2 separate regions of the Capsicum annuum genome follow, and region 1 is linked to region 2. The links are chromatin contacts, called in public Hi-C maps. All regions are on one chromosome and are shown on one strand. Each heading gives the region's core, a stretch centred on a gene start, on an enhancer-like site or on the middle of the called end of the contact. The rest is flanking DNA. Distances are from core to core; before and after follow the strand shown. Region 1 holds the start of LOC107842798. Region 2 holds the start of LOC107842790.

Evidence for each region. A called contact is a pair of places that touch in the nucleus more often than the background predicts.
Region 1: a contact with region 2 is called in a Hi-C map of leaf, with 2.5 times the contacts expected there. The contact joins the promoter of LOC107842798 here to the promoter of LOC107842790 in region 2. A contact is called at or near these places in 2 of 5 Hi-C or Micro-C datasets (leaf and placenta).

Annotation. Positions count from the first base shown.
Region 1 is chr1:188,904,566-188,909,479 of UCD10Xv1.1, reverse strand. LOC107842798 reads left to right here and starts at 1,353. Exons shown (of 5, transcript XM_016686828.2): 1 at 1,353-1,525; 2 at 2,558-2,740; 3 at 3,132-3,950; 4 at 4,717-4,914. The coding sequence starts at 2,738.
Region 2 is chr1:188,624,020-188,629,108 of UCD10Xv1.1, reverse strand. LOC107842790 reads left to right here and starts at 3,628. Exons shown (of 3, transcript XM_047408291.1): 1 at 3,628-3,748; 2 at 3,819-4,045. The coding sequence starts at 3,904.

The DNA of each region.
Region 1 (4,914 bases), core at 104-2,603, 280 kb before region 2:
GAGAATGATGGCAACCTTTATTTTTTTCTGTAAATAAAATAGCATTGATTGAAAGTCTGTTAATGGTAGAATATCATGTGGAGAAGAAAGAGAAAAAGAATAAAGACGACGACGATGAAGAAGAAGAATGAATGAATGAAATAAAAATAAAACAATTATGTTTAATTCAACTCTTCACATGCTTCTTTCATGTGAAAAACACGCGATTTGTCAAGTATGCGAAAACGCCCAAAATTGTATAGTTGGTACGCACTAAAAATGTTTAAATGGTACTTCATCTGTTTTAATTTATTTGACACACTATAACTTGACATGAAATTTAAGAAAGTAAAAAGGACTTTTAAATCTTTTGGTTTAATTTAAAGATATGTGAAATGTAGCAAAATATCATTTAATTTTATAGCCTTACACATGTCACGAGGAAAGTTGAAACTAAAAAATTGCTAAAAAGAAAAAAGGGTCTTTCTTTTAGAAACAGACTAAAAAGGAAAGTAGACAAAATACATTGAAACCTAGGAGGTATAACTCTTGGTTTAGATGTCTAAGTAAAAAATGATGTCAAGATATGTGTCGATGGAGTCAGTCTAAAATTTAATCGATGCAATAAATGTAATTTTCGATTTTGACATTTTTTCCCACTTATTTGATGAGAAAAAACTTATAATTTATTACTATCATATTATAGCAAAATTCAAGTGAAAATTGAGTGAGAAACTTGAAAAAAAGGAAGAAAAACAACTTTTCATTTTTGAGGAGAAGGTCAATATACTTCTACATTATACCCAATATCCTAGTTATGCTCTTGTTTATACTTTGAAGTCACTATATATCCTTGTTGTAAGTATATTTTGTATTGTGTTTCTTGATTGTAATGAAACTCTAATATAAGCCTTGATCGTTGTATGCTAGAAGATAATTTTAAATCATAATGAAAAAAGGACAAATAAGTTCTGATATTTTGTGCGATTTTAACACGTAGATCGCATTTGATCTACCTCTAAAACTCCGTAAAAGCTTAAGTGTGAATATGAGATGATTTACTAATAAGGATGTAAATAAATGCAAAATATAATAAATGATAAATTAAAATGCTTTAATATAGTAAAAAGGGTAAATCTAAACCTTCTCCTTTTGCCTCTTGCCCTCCTTTTTAATTAAGCTGATATAAATAATTTCTACTGAACCAAAAAGAAAAGGTAGAAAATTCTTTCTTTAATGGTAAGTCAATTATGTTCATTTTAGATATAAAAGAAACTCTAGAGTACGTACAACCTTTTGTTACAGCGCGTTTGGTTTATCATCCATTTTCTTTCTTTAAATGGACCAAACCCCCTCAGTAGTAGAAGTATATTATTTTTAAGCCACCCAGCCCCTTGTCTAACCCCGCAACCCCACCCCTCGCACCCACCCCCGTATATTTCTCTCTATGCAAAAGAGAAAAAATAGTCTCACATTTTTCCTCTATTTTGCCCCTCTCTTTCTTCGAATTCAACCCACTCCCAACTCCATGAAGCATACTCTATAGGTACAACTTCATCCTTTAAACTTTTTTCTATGTTATATACATGTTTACACATCATGTTCTTGAATATATGTTTGTTTGGTTGTTGTTTGTTTCTTAAAATAGTTTTCTTGTTTTTTTATGTTCATGTTTTCTTTGTTTTACATCTATAACTTGCAGACCCATTTTATCTTTCACGTTCCTTTTTTGCTTCTAAGCATTTTTTTTTTCTTGGATTATTTTTGCTTTCTTGTTTTATGTTATGCGTGTGTGTTGTGGGTATTTAGATGTCTTGTTTTGCTTGTGAAACACGATTTGGGTAGTGGGTTTTGTTCAAGTTTTGGACTTGTTATGGTGTTTTGATTTTATTTAAGGATCGTCATTGGGAATTTTTTTGAGTAAAGGTGATGGAGACTTGATAAAGATTCATACTTTTTCTACATTGTCCTTTTGTTTGTTTGTTTCTTTCTTTCACTGTTACGGTTTTTGATAAGAATACTTTGAATGTGTGTTCTTTGTTTTCTTCTGTTTTTGCAAATTTGGGGTTTGTTGTGTTTAAAATTTATGTAAACGGCTGCTTCAAGGTTTGTGTTTTACCTCAGATGAAGTGTTTGTGTTCTTTCCTAATATTGGACTTGTTTTTTGTTAGAAAAATGGATCTGGGGTTTGATGTTATAGTCATATCACTCTGTTTATCTTTATTTTATTTTTATTTTTTTTATTTTGTGTTTTTCTTTCGAAAGGATTCTTTTGTTGTCGGTGTAGATTATATGAAAATTGAGTTACTCTCGCGGTGTTCTTTGTTTTTAGCCTCTGTCATTTTTTGGATATTAATTTAAATGCAAAAGTTTTCGATGATTTCTGAGTGAATCGGTTATTAAGTTTTGGTTTTTAGTTATTTTAAACGGTGTTCTGTAAGTTATCTTGCATTTGGTTATTAGACTTGCCTCTGCCTTCTTCAAATGACATTTTACTTGATTTAACTTGATCATTCATCGACATTTTATCAAATTAGTTAGGTCTACACTTATACTTCTATCTCTTTGGATTTTTAAGCAATAATTGACGGATAAGGGGCAGCAGAGTGTTGACAGAAAACTACGAAGAAGAAAGATAACAATCAAACTCATTGGTTTTCTGAATTAGGTACCTCTTTGTATATTTGTGTAAGGAATTCTTGAAGGACTCTTCTCGGTATTATATATTTCTCGACGAGTTGGTGTTTCATTGCAATATATGGTGAGTAGTATTCTTTCAAAAGTCCCTTTTGCTTTACACACCACTCAAACTGTTACAAGCCAATTGCATTCTTAAAATTGAACTACCTAAGTGCTTTAATCAGAAGGTACATTTTGTACAAGCAACAAGAGAGGTTCAGAAACTATCTTTTTTTCTTTTTTGGGGGGACCTACTAAGTCAACCATTTCAGTGTATTTTCTTTTCACACTTGGATGAGCTAATTCGGGCATTCTTATTGTTTTGTTGCTTGCCTTAGCATTATATTGTGAGTAGATTATTGATTCCACCCCATCAGAAACCTTTGGAGTTTGGACTTAATATGTTCACAAGAGTTATTTTGTGCTTTATAGTTGTATCTCATGATAGAATCTTGAGTCACTTTCTCTTGCAGATGGATTCATTTGAAGTGAATGGAGATCCCATGGATGGTGTGTCTGCAGATCAATTGCTTTCTTTTGAGTCTTCTGATATGAGTGGTGTTCTTGGAGAGCCAGAGATACCTACTCGAATTGGGAACCAGTATCAGGTTGAAATTCCACCTCTGCAGAGAGACTGCACTTTATATAATAAAATGCTAGCTGACCAGGAGACCAGAGCTGATATTTCCTGGGATTTCATGGTGGGATTACCCATACCACTAGTGTGGGTCAATCAGGAAGGTGGAAGCATGAAAAATGAAAAGTTAGATCTGGTTCATTCAATAAATGCAGCCAATGATAGTGTAACCTCAGAACCTGAAAGTGCTAGAATAACCAGCATGCAGTCAGAAACAGACAATATCACTGTAAAAAATGAGCCATCAGACACAATCTTGCTCAATAAGGTGACACTAGGAGAATCAGCAGAGCTGTCTTCTGAAAAGAAACTACAAGAAATTAGAGGCCTGCAATATTGTTTAGTCCCTGGCATTGTCCTAGATTCTTGGACTGTTACTGAAAAAGCAAGTTTAGTTCTAGGTCTGTACATCTTTGAGAAGAATTTTGTTCATGTTAAGAGGTTTGTTGAAACTAAAGGGACTGGTGACATCTTATCATTTTATTATGGGGAGTTTTATGGATCCCCTGAGTACCGTAGATGGTCAGAATGTCGAAAAGTGAGAAGCAGAAAGAGTGTGTGTGGTCAAAAGCTGTTCACTGGATTGAGGCAACAGGAGCTGATGTCTCGTCTACTTCCCCGCATCTCAGAAGAAACCCAAAAGGCTTTGGCGGAGGTATTCAGACAAGCTAGATTTACCATATCCAGTGTTTTCTCATGTTTATGCCCCCCGCTAAGTATACTGCCTGGTTAGATTTGTTTTTGATTTATCACTGGCTTTTTGACATTTTCTAGGTTGTTCATCAACCTAGTTGATTTTTAGTTGCTTAATACTTTCTAGAATGGTTGCATTCCAAGTTGTATGTGTTAGTTATTTATTCTCCAAAGTTGGTACTTTAGGTTTTAGAATTTTTCAAATTCCCTTGTTCTATGAAAAACTATGATGATCTTATCATCAGCAAGCTGATGCCTTTGTATGTGTGTCGGTTCTAGTAATCTGGAATTAATGTACATTATTCTAAAATCTATCTATTGTAGATGTGGGGAAAATAGTATATGTTGCTATTAGGTTATTCTGAGTTCCCCAAAAAAACAGAAGAAAAGGTTCTTCTGAGTAATAAACAAGAGATTTATTGATCTATAGAACATGTGCATGAACTGCTCATAGTGTAAAGTATTACAAGGATGGATTTTGTTTGTACTTAAACCCGAAACCTCATATCATAAAGGTGCGCAAATTGCACATTTCGCCGATTATCTATCTGTCTGATTCTGTGGATACGCTTTAGTTAGAGGTTGTATAATTTGTGATGAGTATTATTAAGAGTGACATCAGTGGCAAGGTTTTTGGAAATGTTGCTTTTTCCGTTGTTAAAGTTAGGTGAAACCTTTTACACATACATATATTTATAATACTTTAGTTAAATCTGATTGCTTGACAGGTCAATAAGGCATTTGGGGAAGGAAAGATACTGTTGGAAGAGTATGTCTTCTCTTTAATGGCTATGATTGGGGTAAGCATGCTCATTGAAGCAGTTGGCATTGGCAAAGGTAAATATGATCTTACATGTATGACCTTGGAACCTTCAAGGTCCAATTATGCTGTACGCTCAGAAGTCCCGGTTGGCAAAGCATGCGCT
Region 2 (5,089 bases), core at 2,379-4,878:
TATCATACCAAACACACCCTATAAATAAAAAGCTGAAATAGAGGGTTAGGGGTCATTTGGTTGGGAATGTAGTTATGTTGATATTAGTTATGCTGGGATAAGTGATATTGAGATTATTTTTTATTGAGTGTTTGGTTCGTTTGTATTCAAAGTAATATGCATGGTATAATTTTTAAGAATAAATTAATTGATTACCAAAATACCCTCTATCTCATTTAACTTTATATATATATATATATTTCTTTTCAAGCTTTAAATATTTATTCTTAAAACTAAAGCTTTCATCTTATTTACCTTAATTTTTTTGTACGTGTGCATTTCCATAATTATATCGTGTGTATTTTAAAAATAAAACTTTCATCTTATTTAGCTTTAATTTTTTTGCGTGTGCCTTCCCATGATTATGTCGTATGTGTTTGAAAAAAAAACTTACTACATCTTGTTTAGTTTGAAATAAAACTTTTCAACTTAAGTTTGTTAAAGTAAAAGAGGATTTGTTGTTTATGTCACTTCATTTAAACACATATCACTCATATAATATAGAATATTAAAATCCATTTTAATTGATATATGCAATATCAATTTTCAAGTAAATAAAAAATTATTTAATTTAAAATATGTAATTCAACAATGGAGTCAACATTTTTATTATTGTTTTGAGAAATTAAAATATATAAATAAACATAATAATTATTCAAATAAATTTAATGTATAATATATTCATAAATAAAATATTTCTTAAATGTGTATGAAGCTCTAATATTTCATGTTAAATTACTTATTTTGTTCTAAATTTCATAAAATATTGATAATCTCATATTTTGTTAAAAAAATTCATCATCAAAAAATGTGAAAAAGAATTACTCTCACTTTTCATTATTCAGTATCACTAATATTTGAAGAGTCAAATTATATATTTTTAAAAATTAAATTTTCAAATCTTTTTAGCTAAATATAAAATATTTTTTATTTAATAATCAAACATGTATTAAGTTAGAAAGGGAATGCCAACATACTTTAATAACTTGTCCATGATAAATTTGGTACGAAAAATGAAAATTTATGTCCATGATAAATTTGTTAGGAAAAGTGAAAATCTAAAATATGATTAATAAATATTTTTACAAAATAGAAAGACAATAAATCCTTGCATCAATTTTGAACTTGATTGTATAAATAGTTTTTATGGTGTCACTATCATTTTTTCATTACTCATCACTTTTGTAGCATTTAATAAGCTCATATAATTGTTCAAATCTATCAAAATGAATGAAAATTTGTAGAGTAATTAAAATTTAAATTAGGGATAAAATGATTAAAAAAAATATTTGATGCGAGGACTAGGGGTGTTCGTGGGTTTGGTTAAAAACCAAACCGAATCGTGAACCGAACCAAACCGGTTAAAAAAATCGATGATTGGTTTGGTTTAGTTAGGTTTGGTTTTAAATTTTAAAAACCGATGCTATTTGGTTTGGTTATGGTTTTAGTTAAAAAAATCGTGAAAGTAATTAAACCGAATCGATAAATTTTATATATATATTATAATTATTTATATATAATTTATAAATAAAATATAAATATTTTATTAAATTTACTTTTAAACTAAATTTTAATCTATGTCTAGCCCAACCAATACTTTAGTCCAATTGCCCAAAACCCCAAATCCAAGCCCAACTCTATCTACTATTACTAATAAGTTAACCCTACGGTCCCTACCTCACTTTTTCTACTTCAGCTTTCACAATACGTAGTACATCAACTACTGTTTCTTTTATTCTTCATTGAAAGGCAGCACCGCACCGCATTGAAAGGAGTCTCGACTAGCTCTGATATTGCAATATTTTCTTGTTTAATTTCTAACCCCCTATAGCTCGTTTACGCTCGCTTTCGTAGTGTAGTTTTCTCTTTATTTTTTGTGAAATATTTTCGGTGATTAAATCTAATTCTATTCTATAGTAAAATCCCAAAGTTTCATGAGATGTAACTTTATCTAGGCAATGGTGCAGAGGGGTTTTATTAAATGTTACTGAATTTTTATTGATATATGGTTTGTGAATAACCCAAGAGAGATGACATGAATGGTGACTGAAAACTGTAATCCATATGATGCTTCAGTTACATAAAAAAAGAATCTTTTAAATGAGTTACCATGATCCCTGGTTCAAATGGTAGTTTTATGTCTCCTTGTTTATTTAATCTTTTCCCTATATGATTAGCTCACCTAACTAGTCTATAAAGTAAACAGATTACTAAAATTTGCTCAACTTTGTCTCTTTTTGCAGTACACTGCAACAGAGTACAAAACTATGTTTTACAACGTACATGTATGTGTTTGTATGTTATTGGATAATCTTAGTGCCTACAATACAAAGCTAGTGTTTTTCATCTCAATGTTGATTTTATTTAATGTGTTTGTTATGATTTTTAAGAGTTTATAGTGTCATTTGTCCATCATTGTAAAAATATTTCATGAGAAATTATTTAATGTAATACTTTTTTCTATGAGTTAAAAGAAGTTTATTCTAGAGATGGTTGGAGTTGGCTAGTCAATAACCGAAAAAATCAAAAAATCGAACCAAACCGACGGTTATTTTATTTTTGTGGTTTGATTTGGTTTTAGAAATTAAAAAATCGACTAAATTGATTTTGGTTATGATTTTAACACTAACCGATCCAAACCGACCCATGAACACCCCTAGCGAGGACTACTAAAATTCCACATTCTCTCTTATATATAGTAGTAAAGTAAAGTGTATATATATATCAATAAAATCATTTGAAAAAATGTTATTATCTATAGTTTTGATTCGTTTTTTAAATAATAGCTAGCTAGATTCTCCATTACTCAACATAAAAAATTATTTCTTTGATTCATATGATTTTTCTCTTTATTTGTAAGTTTGAATTTCTTACTTTCTCCAAAACATATATAACGATGAATCATGTAGTAGTTAGTTTTTTTTTTTTTTGGATTTTTAAATAAAATTATTTGAGTAAATTGGTAGAAAAAGTAAAATAAAAACGATGAAAAACTTGTGTAGAAACAACAAAATATTATACACAAAATTTTGTAATTTATTTTTTGATCTCATCTAAAAATTTAAACTTCATATGATAAATTTCATATTCATTCGCATTAAAATCTAACCTATCTCGTTATACAAATACCTTATATTTTATATAAAAAAAAGTAAAGTAATATATATATATAAAGTGATAATCAAAGAATTTTAGGAGTAATTTTGTCATTTTATAGTTTATCTCAAGGATAAATTGTGTTGGGATTGTTATCCCATCACATATGTGGGATAACTTATCCCGATACTATTTATTAGTTCCGAAATAAGTTATCCCGAATATTGACAACCAAATAATACATCAAAAAATTTATCCTAATTTTATCTCAGGATTATATGTTTTAGTAACTCACATCAAACGACACCTTAATGTTTTAGGAAACCCTACTCAGAGTAGATATGTTGACCCTTTTGAACCCGGGTTGGGCCGGGACGGTAGGATAAAGTAGATGTTTTAATTTTGTTGTGTTTTTCAATGGGTTGGTCCATTTATGTTCAGATTTTATTTGAATTTTGATTAATAAAATTTTAAATTAAATAAAATAAAAAACTACTATAAATGCCCTCACCTTCCTATTTGTTTCTTTTTCCAAATGGTCCATTTCTCCGTTCAGTTTGCGATCAGTTTTTCGTTAAACCCCAATCAATTTCACTGAAAATTAAACAAGCACATAAAACCCAAAAAGGAAAAAGAAAAACAAATCTTACCCCAATCAATTTCACTGAAAATTAAACAAGCACATAAAACCCAAAAAGGAAAAAGAAAAACAAATCTTACACCAACTTCTCATATAACATTTGTATATAAAGAGATCATTTGAGGAAAATGGGTCAGGCATTTCGTCGAGCAACTGGAAGGATCGGAAGTTCTACTGTCGATGCAGCGTCATCCCAACTAAAGAAGCCCATTGACCGGAGACTCCCGCCGGTGAATAAAACTCCTGCCGATAATGTTGCTCCAGTTTCCGGTATGCCCTTTGGAATTTCTAGTTCTATAATATCAAATTCATATGTTTCAATTTAGGAACTTGGGTCTTATCATGCTGCAGCTGCTTTAAATTTGTTGCATTTCACAAACATTTTTTACTATGTCCAAATGGGTTGGCAGTCTTGAAATAAATTTTACATTTTAAAAACTACTACACTTTAATTTCAACTTTTGGTAGCAAAATATATTTTAAAAAAATGGCACCCGAGTTGTGTATAAGATCAATGAAGCGGGAACCATGAGGTCTCGGGTTAAAAACACTAGGTGATTTCTTCTTCCCATCTAAGCCAAAGGGGAGAGTTAGCCCGCTACATGGGCGATAGCAGGTATCCGTGGATTTAGACGAGGTGTGCACAAGTGGTCCGGACACTACGGTTATCCAAAAAATATATCATTTTAATTACAACGAAAGAAAAAAATGTTTCTCTCCAAAAAGTGGTCATTCTTTTCTAGATGAAGTACATTACATCTCTGGCAAATGATTGAGTTAGGAACTGAAACTGAAGGGAAAACATGAGACTAACCGGGGGAGGACAATAGGGTGTAAGCTTGTTAATCAATTTAACTACTATACGAGTTCTCACGATCATTTTCGTTCCATTTGTACTGGTTCATTTTGTAATCATAAATTTAGTAGTTTTATGCTTGCTTTCAACGTACTGCAAGTTTACGAAACACTGCCATAAAAAGGAAATTTAGAATAATTAATGTGTGGTTGTCCCTTTTCTTTAGTTTCTATTAGAAGGGAATCTGCAAAAACTGGGTTTGTTATATGAATTGTTAATCACAGGTATTGAATTATACTACCTTTTGATGTTGAGAAGATGACATTGAAAAAATATGGTAGTAGCTGGAGTAAATGTTTCTCGTTTAGGAAGCCAATGTTCTTATCAAATTCTTATGCTCACTTGTTGATTCAGTTGTAATTTTCTCAAAAACATGATTAGTGCATCAATATTCATCAAACCGATCGACTATGCATCTATACCAAAATAGTTGGGGCCATTTATATGAATCTTTTATA